Linked DNA regions of Danio rerio: region 1 is linked to region 2. The links are chromatin contacts, called in public HiCAR-type maps. All regions are on one chromosome and are shown on one strand. Each heading gives the region's core, a stretch centred on a gene start, on an enhancer-like site or on the middle of the called end of the contact. The rest is flanking DNA. Distances are from core to core; before and after follow the strand shown.

Region 1 (7,307 bases), core at 1,041-3,540, 190 kb after region 2:
CCCTGCTGTGAGGCGACAGTGCTAACCACTGAGCCATCGTGCCACCCAAAATACCATTTTGCTAACAAAACATAAAGTACTGAGCAAAAAATGATAGTATTTCATAGTATTTTTTTCATGTGGGCTATGTGACATGATTTTGGTGCAGTTAATGCTCGTAGCTGTTACACGCGTTAATCATAACATTATGCAGCGAACCTTCTCTCGAAAATGAGGACGTCCTTCCCACGTGATTCCGGGTGATAACGTCACTTAATTGGAGGCAGGCCCAGACCTGTCGAACACGCCCCAGTTCCTTTGACTCTGCCCCCTCATAAAATCAGGGCCAGAAAGTGAAACGTGCAGAAATTAGTGATGAGACGTTCGAATAATTTTACTGACTCAGACCTTTGAGTCTCGTTTATCAAGATGAACAAATCTTTTTTTGAGTCATTTACTTCATTTTGCCAAAATAACAATAAAACGTTACGAGATGCTTCCAAACACATCTACAACTACACCAAACGTTAATCACACAAGATACAAGTCATAACTAGAATGCTACTATGCTATGCTACTAAGAAAGATAAATTAATTCTTCATTGTTTACCTGGTGTTTTATTTGTGATTGCTCTGCTCACCTCTTCTGGGATGTCTTCAAATCGTGTCGTTCGTTCAGGTGACACTGACAGTCCCTTATAACCTTAACCAATGTGTACAGTCTGAGCTGGAAACACTCATAATTAGTTAACCTTTTGAGTCTTCTGGTATTTGAATCATTCGTTCATCACATGACAGCATGTAAAGATATGACTCAAACCCGAGGACTCGAGAAATGAATGGATCAAATCTTTTTTCAGCTTCTACTGTATATGATTGGCTTCTGTCTTTTATCTGATGAATGAACGACTTAAACCTGATAGAAGACTCATAAAAATTAACTAATCTTCACCTGTACAACGTGCACATGTGCGAATGAACAAATCATTCTCTGAGAGGACTCGCTGTTCTTGAGTCATATAAAAGATTCGTTCAGAAAGAATGACCTATCACTAGCAGAAATGTGCGAAGTGAAAATAGTATCGCAAACTCACTGTTGCCTGAAAAGCTTGAGAAGTTTTGTAAAGGCAGTGGTGGAAAAAAATATTTTCCATATATATTTTGCACTACCTGATTTTTATTTGCAGTTCTTTTTATCTCTCAAAACATTTGCGAAATTTTTTTTTTGACAGTTTTTTGCTCAATACTTTATTTTTCATTTGCAAAGCTTTATTTTATGTAGCAAGTATATAAGGCTCTGGATTGACTCCATTGTTCTCAGGTTTTATAAACAAAATGGCACCAGCAAGAGAAAAAAGAAAACCATTTTCAAATGCTCAGATGTGCCCAAGGTTCCTGTTTACGATATTTTGTAGTGTGAAACATTAAAATTCTGACTTCAACTGTATGTTGCATTTATTTATTTAATATAATTGCAGACGTTACAGTAGGCTATTTCGCATTGTCATTGATCTGCAGTTATAATCAAATCATGTCCATAGAAAAGTTAGTAATGAACATTTACAGTATATCTGTTTTGTGAGAAGTGCTTCTTCTGCAATATATGAACGACCAGTACAGCTTTACTTTGAAATTTCCTTGAGCGGGAATAACATCGACTAAAACTTTCTGTTGTAAGGCTACCCTTGGTACCCTTTTGGCAGTGGAAACGCAAGCCTGATAAGGGTGACCCATACCGACCTATACAGTACCAGTCTGTTGAAACTAGCCTTATGTAACTTGTGTTACTTGTAATGCGTTCCCACAGCACTGGTTATAATATTGGCGTATGCTGTTAAAATTTACATTAAAAAACATAATTTACCTACAGTTTCTTGTTACTGGCAACAGTTATTCTGATTGATTTAAATTATTTGATATAATAGTCAACACATATGAAGTTCAAAAGGTAAATTACTTTCACTTCTCTTATTATGGTAAAAAAAAAACAACAGAAAATCAATTTCAGGGATCACATGTTACCTCTAAACGAAAAGTACATTTTGAGCCTGGTACCACCTAATGCGCTGACTACAGTACTCAGATAGGTGAGATCAACCGTCCTGAACTTCCACTGGGTCAAGAAGAGCTGTGTGTTTGTGTGCAGCTGCAGTCATTAGTAGTGTTCCTGTAGCGTAGAGCACTAGAATCACAGCCATTAGCAGGAATGGTGCTTCCCCTCCCTCAAACGCCACATTGTTTTACAGTGACATCACAAACACAAGAGCCTTTGTTTGGAACATGAAATATCTCAGACTCCAGCTCGTGAGTCAGTGATCTGAAATGCGTCGCCTGTTCTTCAGACATAGAGAGACCTCTGCTGGCCTGGTTATGTCATGGGCTAAATCATGCACTTGCTGATATTTATTTCCCCGGTCAGATGGAGTTGGGGCGTCTGAGCGCATTATAATGAACAGTCATGGAAAATAATTGCATTCGTTTTATCGGAATGATGAGTGTTCGTTTGTTGCTCGCGCTCAGAGGCAGCAGTTGTTCGTCTTCGGTCTGTTCATTTCTCAGTTGCATTGTTTAATGAAGGTCATTTCACATGAGTCACGAAGATGGGCCACAGATGCATCAAACTCTTAAAAAGTCAATGATGAGGAGATGTGTGTAATGTACTAACAACACAGAAAAAGAACATGATTTATTGCACATTAAATAATGCAGCAAACATCATATACTGTGATTTATTTAAATACCGTTCTAAGCAGTGTTTGCTTCCTATACGTTTACAGTTAGAGACAATAAGAACATCCAAACAGATTACTCATTCTAAAAATGGTATTTGATTTAATTTGTCTTAATAAAATAAACTGAAAGAAATAAAATAAATTCAGCCCATTTAAAAGTCAATTTAGGCATCACTATAATATGATGCACAGTATGATACATTGAAATGAATGTGACAGTGAGTGTACGTTAGATGATGGCAAATGATTGCAAAAAGAAAATACTTCAAATAAGTTAATACTTGTTCAGTACCATCACTTAAAGATTTGATCATATTTTGTTTAGTTTGATAAATAAAAAAATTTCCGGAAATTTTATTGTATAAATGGACTGTCAGTTAAAAAACTTCATGTCATAAATAAAGGAAAATGTAATGTAATAATAAAGCTTCTTTCTCTGCTTAAAAGAGATTCAAACTATTTTGTGTATTGTGAAATTGTGGTTTGTCAACCCGATCTCACAACGAAACATAACTTCATGTCTTGTCACAAGTGACTAATTCAAACAATTTCATTCATATTAAAATGTACAATTTTAAAAGGTGTCCCCAAACACCACCCCTAAACATAATCATCATTGTGGATTGAGGAAATCGTATTAAAATGTATTAATTATGTCGTGAAAATTCACATGAATTAGCCAACAAATCAAAATATTTACATTTGGATTGCATTGGATTGGTTTAGGATATTTCCCTTATTGACCATTTCAATGTGGTCAAGTCATCGTCCTATGAACATTTCCTGCTTGTTATCAAAATATTTCATAACTGTAACAAGAGGCAGTTCAATCATAACTTAATGTTAAAACAGTTATCATAAGATTATCAATATGGGGCTCTTTTTGGATTCTCGGAAGTTATAGAAATTTAAATTGTACAGCAGTAAATACGGTACCATTGTTTTTGTTTACATCCCTCAAAATGGTTTATAACAACATGAAGAAATGTTAGCATTTAGTGCTTCCATCACTTTTTTCAAACTGTTCCTGTCCACGGACTGCAAGAGAGGGTAACATGAAAGGGGCGTAACTTAAAGTTTTTGAGATCCCATTGAACCATTCTAGATGTTGTCAGCAAGATGGTGGAAATAATACTTTCTAGAGAACATTAACAGCAATTGTTTTCATGCAATTTTTCTAAATGTATCCACAACTTATTAATTTAATATATTATTAAATTCATTCATTTAGCAACTCCACTCACTGACTTCTTCACTACTCTGTGTCATTCCCTGTTGTTGCAAATAACAATCGCTGGTTGGGTTTAGGGTTGGAGTAGGTGTAGGTGTAGACGTTAATAACTGACGGTTGGGTTTAGGGTTGGAGTAGGTGTAGGTGTAGACGTTAATAACTGACGGTTGGGTTTAGGGTTGGAGTAGGTGTAGACGTTAATAACTGACGGTTGGGTTTAGGGTTGGAGTAGGTGTAGGTGTAGACGTTAATAACTGACGGTTGGGTTTAGGGTTGGAGTAGGTGTAGGTGTAGACGTTAATAACTGATGGTTGGGTTTAGGGTTGGAGTAGATGGAGATGTAGATGTTAATAACTGACGGTTGGGTTTAGGGTTGGAGTAGGTGTAGGTGTAGACGTTAATAACTGACGGTTGGGTTTAGGGTTGGAGTAGGTGTAGGTGTAGACGTTAATAACTGACGGTTGGGTTTAGGGTTGGAGTAGGTGTAGGTGTAGACGTTAATAACTGATGGTTGGGTTTAGGGTTGGAGTAGATGGAGATGTAGATGTTAATAACTGACGGTTGGGTTTAGAGTTGGAGTAGGTGTAGATGTTACTAACTGTGACAGTTAGTTTTAGGGTTAGAGTAGGTGTAGCTGTAGACGTTAATAACTGAGATGTTTAGGTTTAGGGTTGGAGTAGGTGTAGACGTTAATAACTGTGACGGTTGGGTTTAGGGTTGTAGTAGGAGTACTGTAGGTGTAGTTGTTACTAACCGTTACCGTTGGTTTTAGGGTTGGAGTAGGCGTAGGTGTAGACGTTAATAACTGATAGTTGAGTTTAGGGTTGGGGTAGGTGTAGACATTAAACACTGATGGTTAGGTTTACGGTTGGGGTCGGTGTAGATGGTAATAACTGTGATAGGTACAGAGGTGTTATAGGCGTTCATTAATACACGTTGTAATGGGTAATTTAGTAAATACTATGAATATTTTTAGCAACAAAAAATAGCAACAATCAGCTTGTGCATGCATGTTAGAAAATCCACTACGTATTGAATCTGATCCAGTACGCCATCTTAATACATTCTTATTTAAGTAATCTTGCCGACAACATAGTTTTGACATGTGGATCTCTAAACTTTGTTATGCATCTACTACAAGTTAGGCCGCCTTCTCTTGCAGTCCGCAGACAGACCCACTCCTTTTCTCTACTTCTCATGTTTTTGAACGCTGAGATTCAGTACTCTTTTAAAGATGTGTAATAGAATGCATAAAACCAAAAAATCTCATCAATGGCAGAGAAAGAGTTGAAAATACTATTTTGATTGAACTCTTTGTCCACTTAATACTGTATAACATGCAAAAGCTCCAACTTTGTTCAGTAATTAGTCTATCTGCAGCACTTTTTATAGGCCAAAGCATTGAGTAAATAATACGGCAAACGTTAATAAAATAAACTGAAAGAAATAAAATAAATATGATTTTAAATGGACTTGTTGTCCACTTAATACTATATAACATGCAAAAGTCATAAATTTGTCCATTAATTAGTCTATCTGCAGCGCTTTCATAGGTCAAAGCATTGAGTGGTGCACTGAAGGCTATCTAAAGCTGATGTTAAACTCTCTCTCGTCCACCCAGTGGCTCAAGATCTGCAGTCCTGCAGCGCTTTCACCGCCAGCAAAAACATTCAGATCTTTGAAGAGTCTGTCAGCTTTCATCTGCCGTCGCCTTTTTCCTCTACTTCACAAACACCCACACATTTGTCATCCCGGCTTCATAAACGATTCCCGTTTTTCATTCCGCTTTCTCAAAAACGCCTCCGTTCACCGCATCATTTATAACCATGTGCCTTTCAGGGTGATGGTTTCAATTTTGGATCCTTTCTTCTGCTTGTTTTTGTTCCTCAACCCCCTCATTTCACTATTTTCAGTCTGATCTCGAGGCTCTGCTACTAACTAGTTAACAGCTGAAGTGAGTTGATGAAATTGACCAGTTTTGCCCTTCCTCGTAGCTAGTTTTCTGTACAGTAAAGACTAATGTGTACAAATTTTTTTTTTAGCTAATGTTTTGATAATGTATGTTTATAGGGGACATCAGGACCTGACCCGACTACTGTATATGTGGACATGAGAGCCCTCAGACATGACAGGTGAGACTCTACACAGCATAGCTTCAGTGGCAAAGTACTGATAACTGAATAAATTCAAGTGTGCTGTGATTAATTATTAAAAATGTGGAAATAATAGGTTTTCATTTGGACATTGCTGTTGGTTATTTAAAAGGAGTTGGTTATGTCTAAAAAAGTTGCTGCAATAATGGTATAATTTGGAATATATTAAGAAATTACCATTGTGTTTTTATTTTTAGCAGTAGGAGGTCTTGTGTGATGTGAAACTGCTTTGCTAGAGCTAGCGTATATTGGTAATGGATAATATCAAATCTTATCTTATCTAATATGTGTGAGGATGAACCAAAAAGATAAGTAATATTTGTTTCTTTGCCAGGTGTTTAATTCATTAGATTTTTCTCAAAACTAGCATGGCAACATGGTTATTAAAGTATAAAAATGAAAGATTCACTAAGTATTTTTGTATACAGTTGAAATCAGAATTATTAAACCCTCTTTAAATTAGTTTTCTTTTTTAAAATATTTCCCAAATGATGTTTAAGGAATTTTTCACAGTATATGTAATAATATTTTTTCTTCTGGAGGAAGTCTTATTTGTTTTATTTCGGGTAGAATAAAAGCAGTTTTTAATTTTTTAGAAACCATTTTAAAGTAAAAAATTTTAAGTCCCTTTAAGCTATTTTTTTTCTCGATAGTCTAGAGAACAAACCATCGTTAATAACTTGCCTAATTACCATAACCTGTCTAGTTAATCTAATTAACCTAATTAAGCCTTTAAATGTCAAATTAAGCTGTATAGAAGTGAAAAATATCTAATAAAATACTATTTACTGTCATCATGGCAAAGATAAAATAAATCAGTGATTAGAAATGAGTTATTAAAACTATTATGTTTAAAAATGTGAAATTAGGGAAAAAATTAAACGGGGGGCTGATAATTCAGGGGGTTTAATAATTCTAACTTCAACTGTCCAATTTATTCTGTTCTATTGTATTTATATTGCAATTTGCAATTTTGTATCTATAAAAATATAAAATATTTAAATATTTACTTAAAATTAGCCCCTAAATTTAACTAAGGATTTGTTTATTATTGTTAAAATCACTTAAATAAATGAACCACACATAATGTATAATCTCTGAAATTTCCCATGGACAGTAGTTAAAATACATAATAATATATGAGCAATATCACCAGAGTAACAGTGTGCTATTGCTGTATATCGGCACTTTGTGTCTCACCGGTGCTGATAT
Region 2 (6,755 bases), core at 3,651-6,150:
GCACGTCCAATTCACATTCTGTTCAAAGTTTCTCTTTTTGCTTGCTTTTGCCATTGCTTTTTCGTTGGGTTTTGCCATTAGCATAGTCATTAGCATATTCATACGGGGAAGGAGGCAGGGAGGGGTTTTGCGCTCATGCATGTTGCGCTCAGTTTCACGTTCATTCGGATGTACAAAAGAATATGCGTGAGATTCGGCGTACGCAGTGTTTTTTATACATCTGAATTTTTTTCTGCGTACGCACATTTACAGCTTTGTGCGTACGCAATGTTTTAGTAAGATTTCCACGCAAGTCTTCGTACATGAGGCCCCAGGTCTCTGCACAGGTCATGTGACTGAAAACTATCAATGGTACTAAACACTGCATTGTTTACATGTTGTCTGTGCAAGAAAACAGACTACTGCCCCCTGTGGAGCGTAAAGACTCATCTTCTTGCACAGGTGCAGAACCTGGCTCTCGTTTCAGCCGGCTTTCGCCCCGTTTGGTGTGTTTGCGCACAGTTTTTGGTCCATGTACTATCCAAAGTGAAGGGACACTGCAGTTGGGTTTCGTTGGTGCTAGTTGTTTGGCATTGATGTGTCCCTAATACACACAGATAATTAAAATGCCTTGTCATCCTACATATCAGTTAAAAAGAGCGACATCTGAGTGACCTTATAATACAGCAATGCCAGATCACCTACTTAATTTGATTCATTTATTTAGCAGGAGCCCCGGAAGCCAAGCTACGCAGAGATCTGTCAGAGGATAAGAGAAGCACCAACACAGCAGCCGTCAGCGGATCCTCGAGCTCCCAGCTCCACCGCCGAAGACGTCAAAACTCCTGACTCTGCAGAACGCAGATGCAAAGAATCAGCGTCCGCACCTGCCAAATCCACAGCCACAGCGTGTCCCAGAGAGACAGTGAAATCTCAGCAGAGTCCTGGAGATCGAGCGACCGCTGGCACCACAGCTTCCTTCCACCAATCCTGAGAGCCTCTGCTTTGCTTCCAGGACCGAGCGGGAATGAAAACTCTGTCAGGGCTGCTCCCCCCCCGCAAAAAAAATAAAAAAAAGAAGAAGAAAAGTCCCTCTTATCTCACGGTCTCTGTGAGTGCACACACAGACAGCTTGTCACTGGAATCAGGGCCTACAGACAAAAGCACTTGTGCATAAAGGGTTCTCTGAATATTTTTGTTGTCCTTTATGTCGTTTTGTTTCAAAATTTAAAAAGATCTTTTGTTGTTTTCTAAGGAAAATGGGATTAATGAACCAGCACCGGTTGGAGAGTAACTATTTAAAACATTTCGTCAGAGCTCATCTTTATTTTGGGGTTAAAAAAAACAGTGCTGTTGGGAGAAAATACAGATTTTTGTTCTTTTTGTGGATAGTGCTGATCCTGAAACACTTTAATTTAGGTTTTCCTTTCCTTTTTTTTTTAAACTGAGATGTATATAATTTTGCTAACCTTGAGTGTCTTGGTACTGACGCGATTCGATATGAATTCTGACAGTTCCGGTCATTACAAACTGCATGAGTGAGACTTTGTGTAAATTGTTTTGCGTTCGGTTTTTACGTTCGGATGTTCCAGCACTGGAGTGACATTTGCTTTATTTTTTTCTTATTCGTTGAGCTCTGAAATATTTTTTTACATGCTAATCCTCTATCAGATGTACTAATGTGATATTGTAGCAGGTGTATGTATACCTGTTCTTGTGTGCATGCTTTCTTTTACGTTTTTCTTTTTTTTTTTGGTTGTTTTTCCTCTCCTTTTTTCTTTTTAAGCTTTTAATGGCACACGTTGATTTGCTGTATGATTTCTGTTTCTCGCTGATTGTTTGGGAAGAATCTGATGCCTCTTCATTGGATTCTGAAAGATCTTCACACTGCAATAGTGCTCAGGTTGCGAGGGTGAAGTGTTCATGTGCCTAGTCTGATGTGATCTAAATGATAGATGAGTTCTTTGGCTTTGTTTGTTATCCTGGTGTGGTGCTATGGTTTGTCACATGGTTACTTTGGTGCTTTTTATCTATGTAAATGGAGCGAAAGACACCAACACGCACCAATGTCTGTCGTATGACCTTTAACCATTCGCTTTCATATCACCACAATTATACGTGTGGGATTGTGTACATTTCTATAGTGACGTATACATCAAGAGCAAAAAAGATCTGAGCCTCCAGCACACATGGACCAGCGCTATTTTGTGAACTTTCTCCTGTACGTTTCCGTGTCACTCTCGTTTCTACTAATCATTCGTTCAGTTCGTTGGTTCTCACCCGTGTTTGGGTCGAGCGAGACAGACCATGTTTTTGTTTTGATGTCTTCCTGCAGTGTGGAGCACGTGCAGAATGCTTTGAGATGTTTGTCTTGTTGTTTATATTCTCTTTGTATCTTCCCGGTATTTTTTTGTTTATTTTTTTTTACCCCTCGGTTTATCAAAGAAAATGTTTTATGTTGATTTTTCTGACTCTGAATGCAACTGATTATTTTTCCATCAACAAATGAAGCATACTCTGAAAGTTTCATTACATAAACCTTTAAGGTGTTAAAAAAGGAAACAGACATCACATATAAATTAACAGTGTTTGAAAACTTGAATTTTATTTAAACTTGAAAAAAAAGTCTCTGCCTTAACTTTTTAGATGACAGTTTGGAGGTTTTTGTTTGTTTTTTTTGTTTTTCTTTCAATTCCCAAAGTGTAGGAAAAAGGATGATGTGGTTGAGGCGTCACAAAGCCTTCGTCACTACATTTTGTGTAGCACAATACTTTTGGGATTGAGATGGGATTTCTGTTTTGTTTCGTTTCTCCTCTGTGTAAATGCTTGTAGTCTAAACTGTAGTACATGTATACACTCGTATGTGTGTGCTTTCTTTGTACAGATGTAAATAATTGGAAAAATGTTAAAAAGGTACCCTAAAATTGGTTATGAGAAAATGTATGGGAAAAAAAAATAATAAATAAATGTTAATGACAAATTGGATGTCTATTCAGTTAGGCTGCTTTATTTAAACCAGGTCATGGTTTCTTTCTCAGGCTTTGGCTGACATAAGTGACCACAAGGTGGCATAATAAAAGCGTTAATACTTCATGAAAATCAACCTTCCGGTCTAATAGGCTTTATTCCACAAGAATAAAGGAGATACAGGACTTTTAGTTGCAGTTTTTGAATGTGTATATCGGCAAGTAAAGGAAATATTGAAACCCACAGCATTACTGAAAGACCTTAAAGGGGTAGTTCACACAAACATTTTAATTCTGCCATCATCTACTCATCCTCTACTTGTTTCAAACCTGATTTACCTTTTTTTCTTTTGTTGAACACAGGAAGATGTTTTAAATCAGCAAAAGTGCAATAGGAATGTGTGTACTATGTAAGTCAATGCTTCCCACATTCTTCAGAATATCATTCTATGTTCAACTGAAGAACTTATAAAAGTTTAGAACCAAGTGTGTTTTTTTTAGTAGAACAATCCCTTTATTACCGTTGAGTCTAAGGTAAAAGAAAGATGGTTCACTACAGCATCAAGCTGAATGAATTCAACACTGCATAAAAACCTGGTCATGATTCTGGTTACCTTAACAGTAACAAATATAATAAACATGGTGTAAATATCTAAGTTAGATTGAAAGAGCTATTTGATATTTAAGCTGTGTATGTGTGTGTGTAATTTTTTTAACACATTTCTAAACATAATAATTTTAATAACTCATTTCTAACAACTGATTTATTTTATCTTCACCATGATGACAGTAAATAATAACTAGATATTTTACAAGACACTTCTATACAGCTTAAGTGAAATGTAAAGGCTTAACTAGGTTAACTAGGCTGCTTAGGGTAATTATACAAGTTGTTGTATAACGATGGTTTGTTCTGTAGACTATCCACAAAAAAGCTTAAAGGTTCTAATAATTTGGACCTTAAAATAGTTTTTAAAGATAAAACAAATAAGACTTTCTTCAGAAGACAAAAAAATATCAGACATACTGTGAAAATTTGTTCTGTCAAACATCATTTGGGAAAAAAAAAAAAAAATTCAAATGTAGCTTAATAATTCTGATATCAACTATATATATATATATATATATATATATATATATATATATATATATATATATATATATATATATATATATATATATATATATATATATAGTGCCAGCATATATGACTACACCATATTTTCTGTATTATGGGTTACAATATTTTATTTGTGCATAAACATTAGTCTGAAGCCAAATCTGGACCTAATCTAACAAAATCACTTACAATAATAGTTCAAAAATTAGTAGCCCATATTTATATGTTAGGGAAAAATATTAAAGATTTTCAAAAACAGCAAAAATCTACAAAAACGTGTTTTTTTATGTGCAATATTTTGCATGAATTTTAATTTATTATCATTTCATTTCCAAAGATGTTCTGTGACTAAAATATTATTTTAATAAAGATATCTGTTTAATAAATCTGTTTTGTTCAAATGCACCGATTCATATTACCCATATTCACTAAGAAATGGATACACATATTCATTTTTATAATGGGAAGTACAACTTAAAATTAACATTACTACTTTAAAAAATGCTACTTAAGCCTGTTTCCTTTTTAATTGCATTTTTAAAACAACTAAAAATATATTAAAAAAATAATATTCTGAATTATCAGAACTTAAAATACGTATCTATTCAAATGCATTTTATGAATAAAAACGGTATTAGTTTACTATTACAATGTAAGTTAATACTTTTTATTCATTCGTTTATTTTAAAATTTATCGATAATTAATAATGATCGACTTTACTTAAATTCTCATCAAGAAATTACTAGCATTATTTTTGGAAACATAAACATAGGCGCTCTTCCGCCCTCTTGCGGCCAAAAACACCACACTCGCCTTGCGTCATGAGAGAGTGACAGTGAGAAAGAGAGGGAGAGACTGGAGAAACACACACACACAGCGCTCCGACCCGTGAGCTTCACCGCACTGACAGTCCACATCTTCCACTGCTGACTCCAACGGCGGAGCCCTTCAGATATGGCGGGGCTTCGTTGAGAGGGACAGAAAATCTCCCGAGTAGCACCGTTCACCGAGCAGTTTGTTTTTGGACACGCGTCTCCCGCAGCCCTCCTTATGCACCGCTGCGACTCGGAGAAACGGCAGCCGCGCTGAAAGAGTCGAAGAAAGAGGACGAGAGTGATTTTTACCCCTTTGAACGGACAATGGCGGACCGCGATGCATTGCCCCTTCCATTGGAGGTGCGGGCCAGATTGGCTGAGCTGGAGCTGGAGTTATCCGAAGGTATGAGTGGCATTTTAAATGACTTATTTCGCTCGACAATACGGTTGTTGCGGAGGATACGTTAACGTCCCCCCTCCTCTCCTCCTCCTCCTCCCACCCCAAAACCCACCACCACCTCCACCAACCATACCAACACAACCAACACCAGATGTTGGAGCCAATTATTATCCCCGCAGCAGCGCGGAGCTTGCGTTCGTAAGGGCGTTCGTTCGTTTGATGTAACTCCCGCCGCATTCTCTTTGTTACAATGTATCTATTTGACCTTGAGGAGACCAAAGACTTCGGAATTGATTCTTTCTGTTCCGTTAGGATTCTGAAAACGCGTTTCCCTAGGGACCGAGCGTTCGAAATTCCGCCGTGGAATCTACATGTAGCCGTTGATGGTTTTGAATTTCTGTGGCTGTGTTGTTATTTATGCTAGTGTAACGTCTTCTGTACACCAGCAGTTTGGTAAACAAGCAGTTCAGTTTCCTACAAATGCATCGCCATTATTCCATCTATTCCCTTCATATAAGGCTCTGTTTTGTTCTGCAAAAAGATGCAGGCGTAGTTATGCTGCAGATATTGGTTTACACATGATTTATGGTTTGTCAGTATGAAATTATGAACATAAAAGCACGAAATGATGGATGTATGAGTGGTACATAATGTAACGTATGCTCTTGTCACGACAGCCACAAACTTTAAGGTTGTCATTTTGTACAGTAATGCAGCAAATATTGTTTTTTTACACAGCGTATTCGGTTTTTGTTACCCAAAAGCTGCATTAATTATAACACCAAAATATGTCCTGATGGTCTACTATAATGTGAAATCAGCATTATAAAAACATGACATGGAGCATTTAATGATACAAATCATAAACTAACTTTAAGGTTGTCATTTCGGACAGAAGCTCAAATAAAGCAGTATCATGTATTTTCATAGCATGTCCAATATTTCTGCCATCTTTAACACTGCAAAAGCTGCATCTGAATCTGCACAGACATGTACACTAATGGACATAAAATTACTCAAAATTAACATGTTTTTTATTACAGAAGTAAGAATAAAAATGTACTAACTGAATATTGCATTAGGACACAGATGCTCTTGTCCAAATGTTAAGGCGGTTCTTCTTTTTTGCACAGAAGCAGAAATGTTTTCATGTTGCATACCATCTTTATTACATCTTTATAATGCAAAAACCTTTGCCTAAAACTGCATTTCTACCTCACAAAAGTTTTAGTTTTTAAAAAAGATAGTAAAATGATGCAAATGCAGAACTCATAGTTCTTTATAGAGGTATACATTATGAAACGTATGCTTTTGTCAGGACAGCAACAAACTTTAAGGTTGTCATTTTGCACAGTAATGCAGCAAATATATATTTTTTCACAGCGTATTTGGTTTCTGTTACACAAAAGCTGCATTTATTATACCACAAAATATGCTCTGATGGTCTTATAATGCAATAGAACATATAAGTATA

The links. HiCAR-type assays count read pairs that join an accessible place to other places.
Region 1: a contact with region 2 is called in a HiCAR-type map of caudal fin, with 6 times the contacts expected there. The contact joins the enhancer-like site here to the promoter of dip2ca in region 2. A contact is called at or near these places in 6 of 18 Hi-C or Micro-C datasets (caudal fin, embryo, hematopoietic stem cells and 2 more) and 2 of 4 datasets of contacts at active chromatin or transcription factors (caudal fin and embryo).

What each region holds. Positions count from the first base shown.
Region 1 is chr24:31,275,096-31,282,402 of GRCz12tu, forward strand. It overlaps dip2ca (disco-interacting protein 2 homolog Ca), which reads left to right. Exons shown (of 37, transcript XM_073940855.1): 32 at 6,013-6,074. Among named protein-coding and RNA genes, the nearest start is that of zmynd11, 44 kb to the right of the region's middle. Within about 2 kb of position 2,291, at least 20 of the 62 cell types and tissues checked have an H3K27ac peak or open chromatin away from gene starts, as enhancers often do. A contact at or near this core is called in caudal fin and skeletal muscle, where this site is marked.
Region 2 is chr24:31,085,508-31,092,262 of GRCz12tu, forward strand. It overlaps dip2ca (disco-interacting protein 2 homolog Ca), which reads left to right and starts at 4,901. Exons shown (of 37, transcript XM_073940855.1): 1 at 4,901-5,284. The coding sequence starts at 5,206. larp4b (La ribonucleoprotein 4B) reads left to right here. Exons shown (of 17, transcript NM_001077562.1): 17 at 707-1,067. The coding sequence ends at 973.